2 separate regions of the Rattus norvegicus genome follow, and region 2 is linked to region 1. A link is a contact called in public Hi-C data. All regions are on one chromosome and are shown on one strand. Each heading gives the region's core, a stretch centred on a gene start, on an enhancer-like site or on the middle of the called end of the contact. The rest is flanking DNA. Distances are from core to core; before and after follow the strand shown.

What was found. A called contact is a pair of places that touch in the nucleus more often than the background predicts.
Region 2: a contact with region 1 is called in a Hi-C map of liver, with 1.5 times the contacts expected there. The contact joins the enhancer-like site here to the promoter of Ackr4 in region 1. A contact is called at or near these places in 3 of 12 Hi-C or Micro-C datasets (kidney and liver).

What each region holds. Positions count from the first base shown.
Region 1 is chr8:113,594,935-113,601,590 of GRCr8, reverse strand. Ackr4 (atypical chemokine receptor 4) reads left to right here and starts at 1,829. Exons shown (of 2, transcript NM_001399385.1): 1 at 1,829-1,966; 2 at 4,684-6,262. The coding sequence starts at 4,693. The coding sequence ends at 5,745. The region is part of intron 13 of Acad11 (acyl-CoA dehydrogenase family, member 11); the gene reads right to left.
Region 2 is chr8:113,641,764-113,648,160 of GRCr8, reverse strand. The region is part of intron 2 of LOC120094252 (a long non-coding RNA gene); the gene reads right to left. It overlaps Dnajc13 (DnaJ heat shock protein family (Hsp40) member C13), which reads left to right. Exons shown (of 56, transcript NM_001108776.3): 56 at 733-1,588. The coding sequence ends at 839. Among named protein-coding and RNA genes, the nearest start is that of Ackr4, 45 kb to the right of the region's middle. Within about 2 kb of position 3,195, at least 1 of the 93 cell types and tissues checked has an H3K27ac peak or open chromatin away from gene starts, as enhancers often do. A contact at or near this core is called in liver, where this site is marked.

The sequences.
Region 1 (6,656 bases), core at 580-3,079:
AGGAGGAGTCTCAATGGAAGATTTTCCAGATCTGATTGTTATTTGCTGATGGGCACGTCTGCAGGAGACTGTTAATGGACCTGGGAGGGTCTGGCCCACTGTGGGCCAGCACTATTCCCTGGGCAGACGGTCCAGTGTAATCACGTTCTCTAACCATATTCACCCCCATTTTCCTTCCCTGTTCTCCTCTCCCACTGGTCTCCTTCCTCTTCCCAGATGATCATAATTCTATCTAGTTCCCTAAAAATGACATCTCTCTGCTTTATGGCTGAGTAGAAGTCCACTGTGTGTGTGTGCTCTGTGTGTGTGTGTGTGTGTGCTCTGTGTGTGTGTGCTCTGTGTGTGTGTGTGTGTGCTGTGTGTGTGCCATGTATTTTTCTCCTCTCCTCTCCTCTCCTCTCCTCTCCTCTCCTCTCCTCTCCTCTCCTCTCCTCTCCTCCTCCCTTCCTTTTCTTTCCTCTCTCTTTTGAGACCTGCTCTCACAGTACTCACGCCTCAACCTCAAATGCTGGGATTCCAGATATGAGTCAGTATTGCTCACAGGGGACTGAGAACTGAACCCAGGCTAGGCCACTCCACCAGCTGAACTACCCATAACCCTACATTGTCTTTACCTGTTCTTGGATGTGCTTGTATCTCCCTAGTTAAAACTGTACTAGCTTGGGCCTGGAGATGGCTCAGCAGTTGGGAACACTGGCTGCTCATTGAGAGGACCGGGGTCAATCCCCAGCCCCCATGTGGCAGCTCACAATTGTAACTCCAGTTTCAGCAGATCTGACTGCAGGACAGTAGGCAGGCAAGACACCTACGATCCTTAACAAAGGAAACGAATGGTGTCGCCTGCTCAGAAGATAGATTATGTGCCTGTTAGTAACTTCTCCTTCAGTCAGTTCACTTTGATGCTTAGAACTGACTGTGGTGGTGGTGGATTCCTCACACCTCGGCAAATGACACAAATCTAGAGCTAAGCTGTTTTAGCCGATGCTTCCTTAAAGAGAGGCGGCTACACAGGTTAAGGCTACCTTGACTCCCAGACATATGGGGGAGGGGGATAAAGATGAAGGCACATACTAATGAGTTTCTTCTGCATGAATCCACACAGACTATAACAATCATTGAGGGAAAAGAAAAGGCTTGGGTCTAAAACAACTTCTGCAGCTGGGCACTAAGGTCAGCTTTGCATGAAAAATGGGGCAATGGTATGCAAATGTGAGGTGAGGCCGAGGATCTCGTCTGCGTGAAACCCTCTTCCTTTCTAAGGTGCATTTGTTTGGCAGCCTGGAAAAGCAGCCTCTCCACACACAGGAGTTGGATGGTTCATGACTGGTCCTTGAGGGAAAGATTCTAAGAAAAGGAGAGAAAGCCTCGAGAAACGCACACTTTGGACCACAGAGAATGCTGCAGTGAGCCAGGGCTCTGCCCCAGTAAAATAAGAAACTGAAATCGTGTTGTACGCAAACAGTAAGTCCTGCTTAACTGGCTGATTTGGTTTTTCAAAAACATAACTTTATGGGTTAAAATCATCTTATTTTTCTCTCATAGACAAAATAACTTGGTCAAGTATTTCTGGAGCTCCCCCTCCCTCCCCGCCACCACACCCCACCCTGGGGCAGGGCCTGTGGCCACTGGATGCTCTCAGTGTCTCTCTGTGGCTGACCAGGGCTTGGTGAGCCACAGGCACTCTCTTGTCTCCTTCAGCTGAGTGGAAACGGACGGACGATCCTGCAGTTTGGCCGCCAGAGCTGGGACTCCTTCCATCTGTATCCAGGACATTTAGGAATTTGGACGCATGCCACAGGAAGGTTCGCAGAGCACTTAATCAAGTGCTCCGGAGGTTAAGTTTCAGGAAAGCTCGCTTGGATCCAAGATAAAGGCGGGGTGTAAAACTGAAAACAAGAGTTGCCTGGGTCACGGAGGTCCTCTGATCTCCTCTGCGCTCTGGACGGCAGCTCTTCCAGCTTAACAGGTTGGTTCTTTCGGGTTTTTTTCCCCCTCCTTTTGACCTGAATATGCGTTTCTGATTTTTTAAGCCCAAAGATTTTGTATTTTTATCTTAGTGGAGGATGGGGGACTTGGTACAGGCGAGTTTAAACATTTACATGTCCCACAAAGAGCTATTAAGAACAGCTCTACACTTCACGTGAGTGTACCAAGAAGAGCTTTTCGCATCACCACTGCGGGTTTGTACAATGTTGTCAGGGAGCAGACAGGGTTTACTTGGTCATTGCTTTTGGCTCTTTAAAATAAATTTGTTTTTGTTTTTAAAATGATTTTAGGGGCTGGGGATTTAGCTCAGTGGTAGAGCGCTTACCTAGGAAGCGCAACGCCCTGGGTTCGGTCCCCAGCTCCGAAAAAAAGAACCAAAAAAAAAAAAAAAATGATTTTAAAGAGCATTTAGAAGCCTCCCTACACATCTGCAGAAGGGTGCTTTCTGCAAAGTCTCTTCCGACTCTAACTTTCTTACACTGTTAGGAAGTCATCCTTACTCTCAAATGTCACCCTTACATTTTATTCGGCTCTATTGCTTTCCATCATCCAGTCCAAGGCTTCTGGATAACAATTAAGAACCAAGTTTATACTGTGTTAATAATTAATGCATAAACTACGGAGGCTGCAGAAGTCTCCTTAACAGAGCTTCTGAGCCGCCTTAGAGACTGCACAATAGAGCAAATCTCCAGGCCGGAGCACCTTCCCTGAGGGGAACCCTCACACTTTGCTTTACTCATTCAAAGAAGAGTTAGCAAGTTAAAGACCTTTTTTTTTTTTTTAAATTTGAATATTCTTTTCTGTACTGTTTTGAAAATACTGTTTTCATGATTGATTCTGTAAGATCTGAAATTCTTTGAGGGTCAAAATTAGTCAAACCAAGATAGAGAAGCTAGAAATAAAACTATAAGAATATTGAAAGTCATTATAGTATTTATATTAAACTTGTGAATTCTGTGCAAGCTTTTCTTGTACAATGCAGTGTTATTAGCCAGCTATGATTCCCCAGACCGAGATGGGAAACACGTGGTCCACCCATTCTGCAATAACAGCTTTATATGTGGTGGGAAAACGTTTAGAGCCTGACACATATTTAGTGAACAGCTAGAGTGTACCAGGTATGCTAATGAAACTTTGGTCACAACCAGAAATCAAATTGTCAGACTCCAGAGAACTTAGAGCTTGGAAATACATTTTCTCCACAGGATGGAGTCAAAGCTCTGACTGAGAGTCTTCTGGGGAGGAAACTGGATAAAGCTGACAAGCGAGAGCAATGGAGAGGCACGGCATGTCACGGCAGTGTGTCAGCCACAGCTGACAACTCAGCCCATTACTGACTACTGTGTGGAGCATGGGGAGGAGGCGGTGGCCGGAGGAAGCCTTGGATGTCATTCCAAGGAGCTTGTGGTATATCCAAGAGCCTTCCAGGCAAAGAGCTAAGCGAGACTGTGGTAGATTGGCAAGTTAGAGGCACAATATCAATTGGCAGTAAGAAGAATGGTTTGGACAAACAGTTGGTAAGGACAAAGAACAGTCAGATTCCAGATAGGAAGACAGGAGCATTAAGTGTGGTGTGTTTGTGTGTTTGTATGTGTATATCTGTGTGTGTGTGTGTGTGTGTGTGCATGCGCGTGCATGGTCAAATCTGATATCCAAACTAGGTGTGGTGGCTCACACATGTAATTCCAGCACTGAGGAGGCTAAGGCAGGAGGATTGCCAATGATCGTGCAGACTAACTGGAACCCAGGGATCTAGGTAATTGAGAAGTTAAAGACGGTGCCAGTTTTCAGTTTAGAGGGACCGGGGACACAAGTAGTGTGACAGGCTTAGGAGGCAAGCTGGCTAAGGAGGCTTTCTTGTAGCAAAGTCAACCAGTGACTCTGTGCCAATGCCACGCTAACTTATTTAAATTAAAATTATAAGTAACTCTAGAATAAAAATGAAAACATTTTTCAAGTAAAACAACTTCTTTTACTTTGTTGTAGAAATACTTCACAAGACTTAAGTAACATTTATAAAACTGAAATGTATCTTCTGCTCTTTGATTAAATTTTGCATTATAAAAACTAGGCTAGGCAGACGGCTCTGTGATTAGAGTGCTTGCTGTACACGTGTGCAGACTAACACTTGGATCCCCAGTATGCGTGTAAATGAGGGGTGGCCACTGCAGCTCATCCACAGCCCCAACACTTACAGGGTGCAAAGGATGGCTGCAGCAAGCTGGCTAGTCAGAATAGTCCTGATGGTGAGCTCTGGGTTCAACTGAGAGACCTTACCTCAACAAATGAGGGGAGAGTAATCTAATGACTCCTAGCAACTTCAACCTTTAGGTACATGCACACATGCGTGCGTGCGAGTGCGCGCGCACACACACACACACACACACACACACACACACACACACACACCAACAACAACTCATATTACTTAAGAGTCTTCACGTTTGTCCAGGATTTAATGACTAAGGGCTGGGATACTGTCTGTTGACCATGGGCCAACTCCAGTTCCTATATATGAGAGCAAAGGATGGGGGGACTGACTCCATGTGGTTCTCACTGAAGTTTCCATAGTGAGAGCTAGGCTCACATATGTGACAGCCACAATCTATTCTCGAGAAAAAGAACAAGCCACATGCTGGGCAGAAGCTGCTTCCTCTCATGCTGACGTGAGTGCTTTGTGTTCTTCTCGTCGTGCAGCTTGGCGCCATGGCTCTGGAGCAGAACCAGTCAGTGGAGTACGATTATGAGGACACCGAGATGAACTACACTCATGACTACAGCCAGTATGAAGTGATCTGCATAAAAGAAGAGGTCAGGCAGTTTGCGAAAGTCTTCCTGCCTGCCTTCTTCACGGTCGCCTTTGTCATTGGACTTGCAGGGAACTCCATAGTTGTGGCGATTTATGCCTATTACAAGAAACAGAGGACCAAGACCGATGTGTACATCCTGAATCTGGCTGTAGCAGACTTGTTGCTTCTGGTCACGCTGCCTTTCTGGGCAGTTAACGCAGTTCATGGGTGGATTCTAGGCAAAATGATGTGCAAAGTAACTTCGGCCCTGTACACGGTAAACTTTGTCTCCGGGATGCAGTTCCTGGCTTGTATCAGCATTGACAGATACTGGGCAATCACTAAGGCCCCCAGCCAATCAGGAGTGGGGAAACCCTGCTGGATCATCTGTTGCTGTGTGTGGACAGCTGCCATCTTGCTGAGCATCCCCCAGCTGGTTTTCTACACGGTGAATGAGAATGCTAGATGCACGCCCGTCTTTCCCCACCACCTAGGAACATCCCTGAAAGCATCCATTCAGATGCTGGAAATCTTCATCGGTTTTGTGGTTCCCTTTCTCATCATGGGCGTGTGCTATGCCATGACTGCTAGGGAGCTCATCAAGATGCCCAACATTAAAAAGTCCCGCCCCCTCAGGGTTCTGCTCGCGGTGGTTGTTGTTTTCATTGTCACTCAGCTGCCCTACAACGTTGTCAAGTTCTGCCAAGCCATAGATGCCATCTACCTGCTAATCACCAACTGTGACATGAGCAAGCGCATGGATGTTGCCATCCAGGTCACCGAGAGCATTGCGCTCTTCCACAGCTGCCTCAACCCCATCCTGTATGTCTTCATGGGGGCCTCTTTCAAAAACTATATCGTGAAAGTGGCCAAGAAATACGGATCCTGGAGAAGACAGAGACGGAATGTGGAGGAAATTCCTTTTGATTCTGAGGGTCCTACAGAGCCAACCAGTTCTTTTACCATTTAAATATAAAACTGCTCTCTGTCTCTGCTTTTTGCTTACACACACACACACACACACACACACACACACACACACACACACACACACACACACACATTGTCTCTTCCTCAAATAAAATATTTGTGTTACACTGAGCTTCAACCATCCAATACCAAACACTGTTGTTGCAATGTATAACAAAGAAGGAGCAAGGGGTGGGGGTGGGGTAAGGAAGACAGAGTAGACACCAGAGAGCAAACAAGTAGGCAATATAAGGAAACTAAAGCTAATGACAGGAAAATAGCTTGGCAGGAGGGAGAAAAGCATTGTGCTATAAAGAGGAAGTCTTTGTGTGTGTAGGTGTATGTTGGGGGGATAGTGTTTTGCATTTTCGCTGCAGTGGTAGCTATTCAAATCTGATAGCAACTGTAATTATGTAATATAAAACACTAGGTAATGAGCACCCAGGACCACCCTGTACTATCTTTGTAACTTCCTGTGAGTAAACAACTTCAAAATAAAAAAATTAAAAAAAAAAAAAGAAACATCATGCTGTGAGTCTGGCAATCTAAAACCAATTAATAAAGAAACTTATGCTAAGAGAAATATATAATTATTTAAATTTTAATAAGAATTTTTTGTAAAATTCCAATGCTTAAATAATCATAACAAAACTTACTTTTTTTATTTCTGAATTTATAAGTGATTTTATAACATAACATATAAGAAAGAATGGTAATTAAAGAAAAAGGCCAAAGCCATAAAGATGTTCACACATCCTGGTAAATTCCTATACATGCAAATTGCTCTGATGATGTCACCAAAGAAAATTAATCCAAATACACGCTGGGTTCATCGTGCATATTCTGGAAACCGGCCTTTGAAAATCATTTTTATTTAGAGTCTAATTTTATAACTTCCTAAAGAGCTTGCCT
Region 2 (6,397 bases), core at 1,946-4,445, 45 kb before region 1:
AGCGCTTGTTCCACTGTGTGGTGCTTCTGAGATGTAAGCAAATGTCTGTGGTACTCAAGGTCAGCTCCAGAGGCCAAAGCCCTAGGACCGCTGACACTTTTCCAAGTGCCACCTTTTCATGCGCTAGAGACGTTCAGTGACAGAACACATGGAGACTGCAACTAAAATGCTAATGTCTCCTGTGGAACATTCTTTTGACCTACGAGAAGAATGTCCAGACCCTTCCTCTTCAGAGAGAATTTACGTAGTGAGCTGTGTTCACTGGGTGTCGCTTATTAAAGTAGCCTTTTTTTGCACCAAGTGAAAACTGGTTACCTAGAGTGTCCTACTCAGAAGCTGCTTAGAGAATCCTGTCGTGAATCACTTTGAGATGGGCTGAGCGGGGGTGGGGAGGCGTCTCCGTCTGTTTGTTCCCGTGTTTTCCATGTAGCATAGCTCTTTAAGTACCCTGGATTTCTGTTGTTGTTTTGTCTTTTGCTTTGTAAAATTGAACTTCCCAGGGAAAAGAGGGAAAATTCCCTGTTTCTACACTGGTATTACTGCATGAATTTTGAAATTATTTCTAACTGTCATATAATAAAGGCCAGCCATGAACACAGGTTCTGTATCGCTGCCTGTTGGCAGCTGCACGTGTAGGTGATGGTTAGAGCTTCCCCTGGCCTGGACTGGGCACTGGAGCCCGTGTCCACCTGACCGATGTGGAAAATGCCTGCTTTCCTTCCTCTCTTGCAGGCCCTGGAGTTGCTGGCTACCTTACTGCAGGTGCGTCCTCATCAGCCATGTCTAACTTGCCACCTCCTGTAGACCATGAGGCAGGAGACCTTGGCTATCAGACGTGAAACACTCAGAGACAGTCCATGCTGAAGGCCAGTACTGCGCCCACATTCCTCCAACCAACATGTCGAAACAGACTCCGCCTTTCTCCTGGTTTCAAGACAGTGTTCTTCCTTTTTCTATACATAGATTTTTATTTAGGAGAAGAGTCCATGATTCTGACGTGTCTCGTTCTGAGAAAGCACTCTGTGGGTCAGCCACCTGGGTACACAAGAATTTCTTCTTCTTGATGTATGTAAGCACATTTTGTTCCTTTATATCTGTTTACAAGACTGTGAATCAAAAAGACAAAACTTTCTTCCTAGTTTTTATAATGTTTTTTTTTTTTTTTTTAATTACTGTGACTGTGGGATTAAGCTGCAGTCTACAAACATTGGGCTAAATCTTATCCCCAGAAAAGGGCACCTTCCTCTCCTGCACCAGGTCTCCATGGCCGTCTTCCTCTCATCGTCAGACATTAGATTTCTGTCCCTCCACCTGTGACCAGACCCTCAGTCATTAACTCTACGAGAGCTCGGTGCACATCGGTGCGTATGGCAGACTTCACCAAGCTGAACGACAGGGAGCTTGTGCAAAAAATTAAAACTAAAAATGGATGTCAAGATGTTATGTAAGAGATTAGTGTAATTGTGAAATGTTCTATACATTATCAAATATATAAAGCTTTCTATATTGAATGTACATTATACAGATCATTCATATGTGTACATAAAATTTTAAAAAATAAAGGGAATTGACTGCTTTGTTAATGAGATATGTGTGGTCTGTAATTTTAGCCTCTGGAGATTTCTTCCATGTTCACTTTTGGGGGGGTGGAACAGCAGAAGACAGGCTCACACTCGCATGCTGCACCCACCTCTTCATTCCTAAGCAGAAACAGCAGCTCAGTTACTGTTTCTGTCGTGTTAGGAGTGGGCCAGACTGCTAACCGCTGCAGGGGTGTGGTGGTCTAATGTTTCAGGAGAGGTAAGGAGCCAGAGAATATTTCAGATAACATCCTGGTGCAAAGGTCTTCCAGTTAGACCACAGACTACAGGAAATGTAAACATGGAAAGTCATGCAAACATTTGTCCACATCCTTGTTTTGGTTTGGTTTGAGACAAGGTCACCTCATTGTGACTCAGGCTGCCCTCAGGCTTGTGATCCCATGTGTGCATGGGAACTGTCCAAGATGTAAAGTGAAACAGTAGCAGGTAGCAGGAAGGTAAATACAGGAGAGTTGGCATGGTTAGTGGACAGAGACCTCGAGAGAGAACCCTGCCTGAAAGTCAGAAGGGGCCACTTGGACTCTACAGAGTGGCAGACTGGCCATTGGCATCCTGTCTGAGGCTGATTTGAGAAAGGACTGAGCCAGCATTGGATACCCTGTTGACGATCAAAAGCTTACGACAATTTACAACACCCTGACTGGGGACATGGCTCCATAGTAGAATGCTGACCCAGGATGTATAAGACCCTAAGTTCAGTCTCCAGCACTGTAAAAAATTAATTTTAAAATTCATATGTAGCAACATTTAACATTAAATTTTCAAATTTCCATTTGAAAACCACATGGAAACTACTATAAAGCTTCATGGTCCTTTAAATCCCTTCTGTGCTTATTAGGTGTGCTTGTTAATAATTATTCAACAGAGAGAAAAGAGAGCTTCACAGTGGATTAGCGGATGCCCACTAACTTTTTAACTTAGAGATGACGAATTTGGAGGCCACAAAGTGGAGATGGGAAGGTAAAACATTTTTACTATCCTACTTCTGGAAGAAGATACATCACCACTATTCATATTTCTAAGGAAAAGGAAGGTTCCAGAACTGTTCATGGAAAAGTCTGGTTACATACACAAAGAAAAACGTTGACATATTTTAATCGTTGCTAAGGCCCTGGGTTTCTATCCCAGATGAGTGGTTATTGCATGTGTGAGTTTTCAGTAATTTAGGGTAGCATATGTAAAGTGTAGTTCCAGCAAAGAACAAGAGGAGGCTTGCCCATGTAGGGTAGCATGTTCGTTTTGTTTGTTTCAGAAAATGGTTTATGAAGATGTGACTTGAGTCGGGAGGAATGAGTCGTCTGCCTCCTAAGCAAAAGGTCAAATGAAAATAATTCTACTAACATTTAGTTCTTTCCTAAATTCAGGAAAGTCACTTCCATTAGAGTTTTTGCTTAGATACCAGTCATACGTTGTTTTATGTGATTCACAAGCCCCCTCCTTACACATCTCTCAGGTTTGTCAGCATCCTACCAGCGTCAAATTAAGCTGGAAAAAGCTCGAACCTGTCTTGCCAGTGCTTGGGAGGGTGGAGGTGAGGTCGGAGTTCCGAGCAATGGGGCTGGAAGCAGAAACCGCTATCAGTAGATAGAGGACTGACTGACTGACTGACAGCCACATCCTTCCTGCAGCGGGGACCTTCCTAAGGGCAGGGTGGAAAGTCTGCTGTAAGAACCTGGTGTGAGTGCTGACGGTGTGTTCTTCCAGCCTGAGAGCCTCAGTGTGACCGGGGCCCACAGGAAAGGGACTGCTGGAGGGAGTGGGAGGTGAGGTGAAGGAAGAAAAACAAACTCTGTCCTTCAGAGAAGAGCATTTGTATCCTCCAGACAACAGGATGCCACTTTGGGCAGCAGAATTCTTTCGTTCTGAGAGTTAAAAGTCAGGCTTTATAATATTTTAAAGTATTTTTATTTATTGTGCGTACGTGCTCGTGCATGCACACACTTGCCCCGACATTCAAGTTGAGACCGTAGGGAACTTTGACCTCATTCTTTCCCTCCTTCCACCACATGGGTCCCAGGGATCAAACTCAGACAATGCGCTTGGTGGCAGTCACCTTCACCCGCTGAGCCAGCTCACTGGCCTGAGCATATACATTTTAAGGAGCGAGGAAAAGAGCAAAAGTGTAAATAGCCAATGCTGAGAGGTGTGTTGAGTAAGCTAAGGAGCAGAGTGGGAAGACCTCACAGCAGGCAGTTGTGATAGCACGCCCTGTAATCCAGGACTTGGGAGGCTGGACCGGGAGTAGCCCATGTAAGAGTGAGAAGCGGTCTCCACACAAAACAGGGCTGGGAAGACGGCTCCGTAGGTAAAGTGCCCACTGCTCAAGCACAAAGGTTCAGGGCTCTACAACCCACGAAAAAGCCATGGGTCCTACCATGAGTATGCAGATTGGGCACCTGTTAGTGTTTTTTTTATTTGGGAGGGGATATGCGAGGTCCAGAAGGAGCTGAGGGGGTGAATATGGTTAAATATATTTATGCATAAAACCCTCAAAGGATAAATAAAAACACTATATAAAAAAAAAAAAACAAAAAACAAGCACAAGAATGGCAGATGGCTCCTGGAACCTTAGCATGATGTTAACAGAGACAGATCCTTGAAGATCACTGGCCATGTGACACCACCAAATTGATGAGCTTCCAGGTTAGTAAGATAGCCTTGTCTCAAAAACTAGAAGAGCAATTAAAAGACAGCACCCACGGGGTTGGGGATTTAGCTCAGTGGTAGAGTGCTTACCTAGGAAGCGCAAGGTCCTGGGTTTGGTCCCCAGCCCCGGGGGGGGGGGGGGGGACAAGTTAAACAGAAGCTCAGTTTAGGATGCCCTCAAGACAAAATAAAATAAAATTGGGAAAAACAGCCCAGTTACAAAAAGGGGGTAAGAGGCAAAACCATCAAACGCTTCCCCAGAAGGAGGTATCCAGCCTAGGGGAGGATGGCCAATCTTCACAAATCCATATCACTTAGTGTGGAAACAAAGTCCTTGAAGTTTGGAGAGTTCCAGGTGCATAGGAGAACATTCTTGAAAAAGGAGAGAGCAGCAGGTGAGTACTGGGTGCTCAATGATGGTACAAGTTAGGAAGTGAGGGGTCATAGAAGGTGAGCGGTCATAGAAGGCAAGGGGGTTCATAGGAGGTGAAAGGTCATAGGAGACAAGGGGTCATAGGAAGAGAGGGGTCATAGGAGGTGAGGGGTCATAGGAGGTGAGGGGGTCATGGGAGGTGAGGGGCCATAGGAGGTGAGGGGCCACAGGAGGTGAGGGGCCATGGGAGGTGAGGGGTCATAGGAGGTGAGGAGTCATAGGAGGTGAGGGGCCATAGGAGGTGAGGGGGTCATGGGAGGTGAGGGGTCATAGGAGGTGAGGAGTCATAGGAGGTGAGGGGCCATAGGAGGTGAGGGGCCATGGGAGGTGAGGGGGTCATGGGAGGTGAGGGGGTCATGGGAGGTGAGGGGTCATAGGAGGTGAGTCATAGGAGGTGAGGGGCCATAGGAGGTGAGGGGGTCATGGGAGGTGAGGGGGTCATAGGAGGTGAGGGGTCATAGGAGGTGAGGGGCCATAGGAGGTGAGGGGCCACAGGAGGTGAGGGGTCACAGGAGGTGAGGGGTCATAGGAGGTGAGGGGTCATAGGAGGTGAGGGGTCATAGGAGGTGAGGGGTCATGGGAGGTGAGAGGGTGATACCTTCAGAGACCCAAGGCCAGGACTCTATCCAGTTAGTAGATCTGATTCCTTTCACTTGAGAGCCCAAGAGATACCAGAGAGGGGAGGTCAGCGCTCATATTGGTCATACTTCCCCGAGTAGCTGTTTCAGCTGTAGACTTCAGTTTGACAGCAGTTGCTATTGCTGACTGGTGAACACTTTAAAGGCTCTTATTTTGGTAATACGTTGTTTCTGACAGTTCAATAAATTTGGTCCTAAAGCATAAATGTTGTTCTAAAAAGTCTAGATCAAAACACTGTCCACCAGGCTATTCCGACCCTCAATATTTCCAGCCACCCAGAGGCTACTGAGCAGGCAATGACCAAGCCTGTTTCAGTTCATCGAGTGCCACTGGTGGTCATATGGAGAATGGCACACCCACCTGGCTGCTTCTCTCTCTCTCTCTCTCTCTCTCTCTCTCTCTCTCTCTCTCTCTCTCTCTCCAGTGTCTGCAGATGATGTCTTAGTGAGATCTACAGAGCAGAGAATGGGAGATACTGAGAAGTCAGTCCCTGGGGAGGAAAGGAAAAAGGCTGATGGGAAAAGAGGTGCTGCTCTGTCCTCTAGGACAACCGGCTATGACTGAAGCTGAGGGAGCCATATATGTAAACAGTGGAACCCAATGAGCAACAGGCCCAGAAGGATCTTAGTTCAACTAAAGGGGCACCAGATAAGTCACATCCACTGTCTTCGGGACATTGAACCTTGGTCAGGATGGCCCTTAGTAAGAAAGGCATGGGGTGTTGGGGATTTAGCTCAGTGGTAGAGCGCTTGCCTAGCAAGGGCAAGGCCCTGGTTCAGTCTTCAGTTCCGGGAAAAAAAAAAAAGAGAGAAAGAAAGAAAGAAAGAAAGAAAGAAAGAAAGAAAGAAAGAAAGAAAGAAAGAAAGAAAGAAAGAAGGAAAGAGAGAGACAGACAGACAGACAGACATGGAGACTGTTAGACCAGGTCCTGTAATCCTGAGGGCTGCAGGAAGACAGATTTCAGGGGCAATCAATCCTTCAATGGCTTATTTACCCTGGTCACTTGGATGTAGATCCAGCATTCTACACCTAGCTGTGGCCCCAGCCTTTTTGGTAGGGTCCTTGAGGCAAATAGAGC